Linked DNA regions of Hordeum vulgare: region 2 is linked to region 1. A link is a contact called in public Hi-C data. All regions are on one chromosome and are shown on one strand. Each heading gives the region's core, a stretch centred on a gene start, on an enhancer-like site or on the middle of the called end of the contact. The rest is flanking DNA. Distances are from core to core; before and after follow the strand shown.

Evidence for each region. Hi-C and Micro-C count contacts between places; a contact is called where the count stands out from the background.
Region 2: a Hi-C map of seedling shows a contact between it and region 1, with 4 times the contacts expected there. The contact joins the promoter of LOC123411426 here to the promoter of LOC123408230 in region 1. A contact is called at or near these places in 2 of 6 Hi-C or Micro-C datasets (leaf and seedling).

The regions. Positions count from the first base shown.
Region 1 is chr7H:47,210,381-47,213,286 of MorexV3_pseudomolecules_assembly, reverse strand. LOC123408230 (protein ALP1-like) reads right to left here and starts at 1,467. Exons shown (of 2, transcript XM_045101386.1): 1 at 1,354-1,467. The coding sequence starts at 1,467.
Region 2 is chr7H:47,405,869-47,409,025 of MorexV3_pseudomolecules_assembly, reverse strand. It overlaps LOC123411426 (putative receptor protein kinase ZmPK1), which reads left to right and starts at 1,772. Exons shown (of 1, transcript XM_045104365.1): 1 at 1,772-3,157. The coding sequence starts at 1,782.

The sequences.
Region 1 (2,906 bases), core at 218-2,717:
AGGGTTGGAAAGGTTACAGGGGCTCCGCCTGGTCGCAGGCCAATCGAGACGAAAAGAGATTTGTCAACAGTCCACTAGGCAGGCAGGCAGGCTCATGTCGATCGACGCGACACGCGAGTGTGCGCTCACTGGTCTATAATCTGGTCACAGCGGAGAGTATCATAGATACGATAACATTGTATCATACTACCTTCATAATGCATAGTATCATAAATTAGTACTCCATCTATCTATGTATATAAGGTGTAATGGATTTTTTAAAGCTAACTTTGACCATATGTTAAAACAATAATATATGACATGCAAGTTACACAAAGCATATCTTCAAATTCGTACGTAAAAAGAGCTTTCATATAATTCTCATATTATACAGTTTATATACTATTAATCTTATCAATAGTCAAAGGTAATCTCGAAAAATGCATTAGGCCATATATATATGGATGAAGGGATTATCATAGATGAGTTTATTTATTGACATGCATGACACATAGTAGCATAACATTTAACATGTTACGGTATCTACCTATGATACTCTAACTCTTTCTCTCTTCTTTAATTGTCTGTCACATCAGCATATTTGTTATTCCCAAGTACATGATACTACCTTAGTTACTCCCACTATGGCTAACCTAAGGCTGCTCCCAATGCTCCATTTTGGATACGTGCTAAGCATGCCAACAAGGCAAAAAAAATCCTATGTGGCAATCTAATTAAGAAGAAAGAGAGAAGTTTGGTGTCCTCGGGAAGAAATGGTGCTAGTCACGGGAACCTATGCAAAACATTAAAAATGAAGGGAACTAGCCTATGTATGCAAGACTTTAGTTGCTAAACAATTAAATGAGGCAACCTTAGCAGCAACAAACTAAGCACCAATGCATTGGAGATTATGATTGCTTAACATATTTAATGCTCTTAGCACCTCACTTAGCACCTTTGCATTGGAGGAAGCCTAACGCCCCTCCCAATGCTCCACCTTGTACAGTGCTAAGACTGTCATATAGACAAAAAATCTGATGTGACATGATATTTAAGAGGAGAGAGATGTATGTGATGACCCCAAGAAGAAACGGTGCCAAGCGCGTGAACCTAAGCAAAATACTTAAATGAAAGGAAGCCCACCAATGCATGAAGAACTTTAGTAGCTAAATCATAAAATAGAGTGTGCTTAGCTACAACAAGTTAAACACATATGCATTACTCACGTGTCTAAGGCCAACTCCACCGCACGACCCCATTCTGTCCGGCCCCGTCCGTTTGGGGTAAAACGGACAAACAGGTCGGCCTAGTGCGAGACGGCCCAGACCCATCTTGTCCGTTTCGTGTCCGGCACGACCCATTTTGAGCGCAAACTTGCGCGGGGTTTGGGTCGCGGCGGACACCAAACGGACGCGCGCTCGTCCGCGTCAGGGACGCGTGGCAGGCGGCCACCAACCTCCCACCCACCCCGCCGGGCCCGCCTGTCATCCGCCCAGTGGAAGGTCGCGGTCCTTCTTAAATGAGGAAGCCGTGGACCGCTCGTCCACAGTTCCCATCGCCACACCCGCGGCCTCCTCGAAACCCGACAGCCCCTCGCGAAACCCTAGCCTCCTCCTCGAGCTCGCCGGCCGCCGCAGCCATGGGTCCGTGGAACTATGGCCGCAAGGGCACCCACGACCGCGAGGCTGGCTCCTTGTCGGGACGCCGTCGCGGCTCCGTCAAGGAGGAGGCCACATCGCCACCGCGCCAGGCCGCGACTCCCTTCTCCATCGCTCCCAGGCCCGGCGCCGACCATCCCGACCGGCAGTACCTCAGCGTTGAGGTCTGCCGGCGCTACTAGGAGACGAGTACGCCGATTCCGTGGAGTGATGTCCACCTCCCGAGCGCGTGGTATCTGTCCGCCGACCGCGTTCCCACGAGCGGCCGTGCGCACCGCGAGGAGATCGACCGTCGTCGCCGCCTCCTCCCCGACGACCTTTACTACGACCCGAGGTACGCCGCCGACAGTACCCTCTGTGACACATGGCTCGGGGACGAGCACGACGTGCGTCGTGCCTCGTACTTCGTCGGGACGGTCGCGGGGCCGCGTCGGGCACGGGAGGTGCGCGGCATCACGCCCACGCCTTTGCCTTCGCCGTCTCCATCACCACCTTCACCTCCTCGCATGACGGAGGAGGAGGAGGCCAGCCTCATTCAGCGCGTCATGGAGGACTCCATGGCGACGCATGATGAGCGTCAATGGTTGGCCCTCTCTGCAGCCGGCGACGTCGCCATCCCCAAGCCGATGAAGGAGGAGGAGGTGGTCGCGTTCCCGCCGGAGCTCGTTGACGCATCGTGGGGCTGGTCCTGCACCGCACCGGAGATGGCGCAGGCAGTGGAGGCCGTGAACTGGTGCCCACGCCGCCGCGGTCACCGGAGCGGGAGGCCTCGTCACGGGAGGAGGTGTTGCAGGCCAGCTTCCAGCATGCCCCCCACGCACCAGGGACCGCCGGCCCACCTTTGGACGCCGCCGCCCTACGTCGACCTCGTCAGCAACGGCGACGTCGACGACACCGGCGACCAGTGAAGACGGCGACAACGACGGCAACGACGGACGGGCTATTTTTTTTATGTTAATTATGTCAAAAACTGGGCCGTTTTGTGGCCGTGAAAAGTGGGCCTTTATTAATGTTTATCTTATTAATGTTTTAAGCTTTTTAAACCGAGTTTATTTATTTTTAGTTGAGTTTTTTTAAATCAAGTTCGACGCGGACATGATTTGGGGTGCGGCCGCGTGGTGGGCACACGCACGACCCAACGGACAGAGCCGAACATGGACGAACCCATTGCCGTCCCAAACGGATAAAATCCAACCAAACCGGACGTCCGTTTGGGGTCGTGCGGTGGAGTTGGCCTCATAAGGGCAAATAGATCTACGAATCTCTCAA
Region 2 (3,157 bases), core at 523-3,022, 200 kb before region 1:
ACTTATATTTAAGAACGAAGGGAGTAGGTGTTAACCTAAAAGAGACGAGGAAAACCAGGATGCCGAGACATCCAACGGCCAGGGTGAAACTATGCAAAAGTGGCAACATATTTCACAACTGGAGCTACCCTTTATCAATTGAAGCTACCGGGGAAGATGAGGATGTTCCTATGTAGGCTGGCACATAATAGCTTTCCGACGAGACTTAATATCCAATGCAAAAAAAGTTGATCTAGATACCGGATGCCCAATGTGCCAAAGATTAAAGGAGGATGGGGGACATTTGTTTCTAAAATGCAAAAGAGTTAAAGCTTTGTGGAGGGAACAATTTCTCGAAGATATCCGCTTGCAGCTCTGCGAGTGCAAAAACGCCTTTGATGTGGTGGATCATGTTTGCTCACTACCGCAGGAGAAGAAGATATGTGTGGTTGTGTTGCTCTGGGACTCGTGACAACCAGAAACAAAGTCAATGCTCGAGAAAATCAACGATCGACTGCAGAAGTTGAAACAAAGTCAATGTTCGAGAAAATCAACGATCGACTACAGAAGTTAGCGCTTTCGTAAGCAACCATTTGTTTGATTTTGTGAGGGCTCGAGACGGGACCCCTACCCAACATGCGCAACTAGTGCTGCAACATTCCTGGGAGCCGCCTGGATCGATTGTGGTTAAGATAAATAAGGATGCTCCATTCCACGTGGAGACTGAAACGGGTGCTTGGGTGTCAAGGGCCTTCACCACGCGACCCCACCAAGCAGTGGGGCGGAGGCGACCGGCGCGCGACTGGACCGCACGTGCAAGAGCAACCCACGCTACACCGGCCGAGAGTGGGTGCATCAGACCGGCCCAGCAGCGGAGGCTACTTAAGCTGATCGACTCCATCGGCTAGGGCATCCGTGAAGGATCAGGCGCTACACCCGACGACGGCTAGTGTTCTTCCACCTCCAATTCCCCATTCGTGAAACAGCTTGTAAGAGAGTGATAGATCCACTATCCCCACCCTTACATTGGGGCTTTGCGGTGTGGGATGAGATTGACAGCTTCCTTGCTGGTGCGGTTGGGAGAATGGAGCACGATTGTAGAATCGGATTGCCAAACCATGAATTTCGTGCTGAATGGCCGCGAGTATGATGGTGCTGAACTGTACATTCTCTTGAGGAAAGCAATGAGCTTATGCCATGCATCTTTCTATCCTATGAATTTAAGTACTGTAGACGTGATTGTAATATGGTAGCTCATCCTTTGGCTCAGTTTGGCTTGTCGGCTGATGCGCCCCTCTCTTGTTGGGCTGGGGATGCCCCGCCTTTTATTTCTGTCCTGGTGAACACTGAAATGGTGCACCACGATCTAATGTAATACTAGATGATATTCCTTCTAAAAAAAAAACTATGCACACCTTACCATCATATGACCATCACGGTATCACCTCTAATCTAAGCTGATTTTTTTAGTTTTTTTAAACAAGCTAATCTATAAGATGATAAAGCACGTGTTTTCCTCCCTCATCAAGGCAAAAATTCGGTCAACCCGAAATCGTGCGTTGCGCCCTTGTCGGCTCTTTGCTCCATACTCGACCTGGAACTGGAAGGAACCATCGCGCTCCCTACCTTTTATCTTCACTCATTATTTTATACTCCATCCGGTAATATCCGGTGTCCACGTCCTGTACGGACCCCGTCCAGGTCCACAGCATGCGACTGGTACGTGTTACGTACTACAGTAACTTGGCAACTTGACACGTGAACACACTCTTTTTTTCAACACTCAAAAGCTTGATATATCCATGGCCATGGCACTGGATGCATCACTAGAAAAGAACCAGATGACAACTGCAATGGCGATGGCAGCCATCAAAAGCGCATACGCATACACCTTCACCACATCCATCTCACTCCTTCTCCTGCTGATGATACTCGTTGCTCCCGCAAATGGACGTTCCCATGGCGGCAGCTACCTCGCGAGAGGTACCTCGGTGTCCGTCGAGGACGGCACCAAGGCCGCCGCCACCACCGTAACCATCCTGGCGTCGCCCAACGGCGCCTTCGCCTGCGGCTTCTACAGGGTGGCCACCAACGCCTTCACCATCTCCATCTGGTTCACCGGCTCATCAGGGAAGACCGTCGCTTGGACGGCCAACCGCGACGCGCCGGTGAACGGCATAGGGTCCAGGCTCGCCTTCCGGAAGGACGGAGCGCTGGCCCTGCTCGACTACAATGGTGCGGCCGTCTGGAGCACCAACACCAGCGCCACCGGTGCTAGCCGCGTGGAGCTCCTCGACAGCGGCGACCTCGTCGTCGTCGACGCGGACGGCCGGCGGCTCTGGGGGAGCTTCGACTCGCCCACCGACACGCTTCTGCCGTCGCAGCCCATGACCCGGCACACCAAGCTGGTGTCTGCATCAGCCAGGGGTTTGCTCTCGTCAGGGTTGTATACATTCTACTTTGACATTGACAATCAGCTCAAGCTCATCTACAACGGCCCTGAGGTCGGTAGCGTGTACTGGCCTGACCCTTTCATCAACCCGCTTGCCAATCACAGGACTACCTATAACAGTAGTCAGTATGGAGTCCTTGAGCAGACAGGCCGGTTTGCCGCGAGTGATAACTTCAAATTCGCAGCTTCTGATCTTGGTGATAGGGTCATAAGGAGGCTGACTCTGGATTATGACGGCAACCTTAGGCTCTACAGCCTGAATGCGACAACCGGCAGCTGGTCAGTCTCTTGGATGGTATTTCGCGGAGTCTGCAACATCCATGGACTCTGCGGCAAAAACACCCTCTGCAGGTACATACCCAAGCTCCAGTGCTCTTGCCTCCGAGGCTTTGAGGTGGTTGATGCAAGCGACTGGAGCAAAGGGTGCAGGCGCAAGGCAAACCTCCGGGCAACCCAGGATTTCTCATTCAGAAAGGTCGCGGGAGCTGATTTCATCGGGTATGACTTGCTCTACTGGGAACGGGTGACAATTCAGAATTGCAAACATTTGTGCTTGGACAATGCTAATTGCCAAGCCTTTGGTTACCGCCAGGGAGAAGGCAAATGTTTCACAAAGGTCTATCTTTTTAACGGCAAGAACTTTCCAAACCCTCACACTGACATTTACCTGAAAGTTCCCAAGGGAATGTTGTTGTCTTCGTCAGAATTGGCTTCTGATAAAGTAAC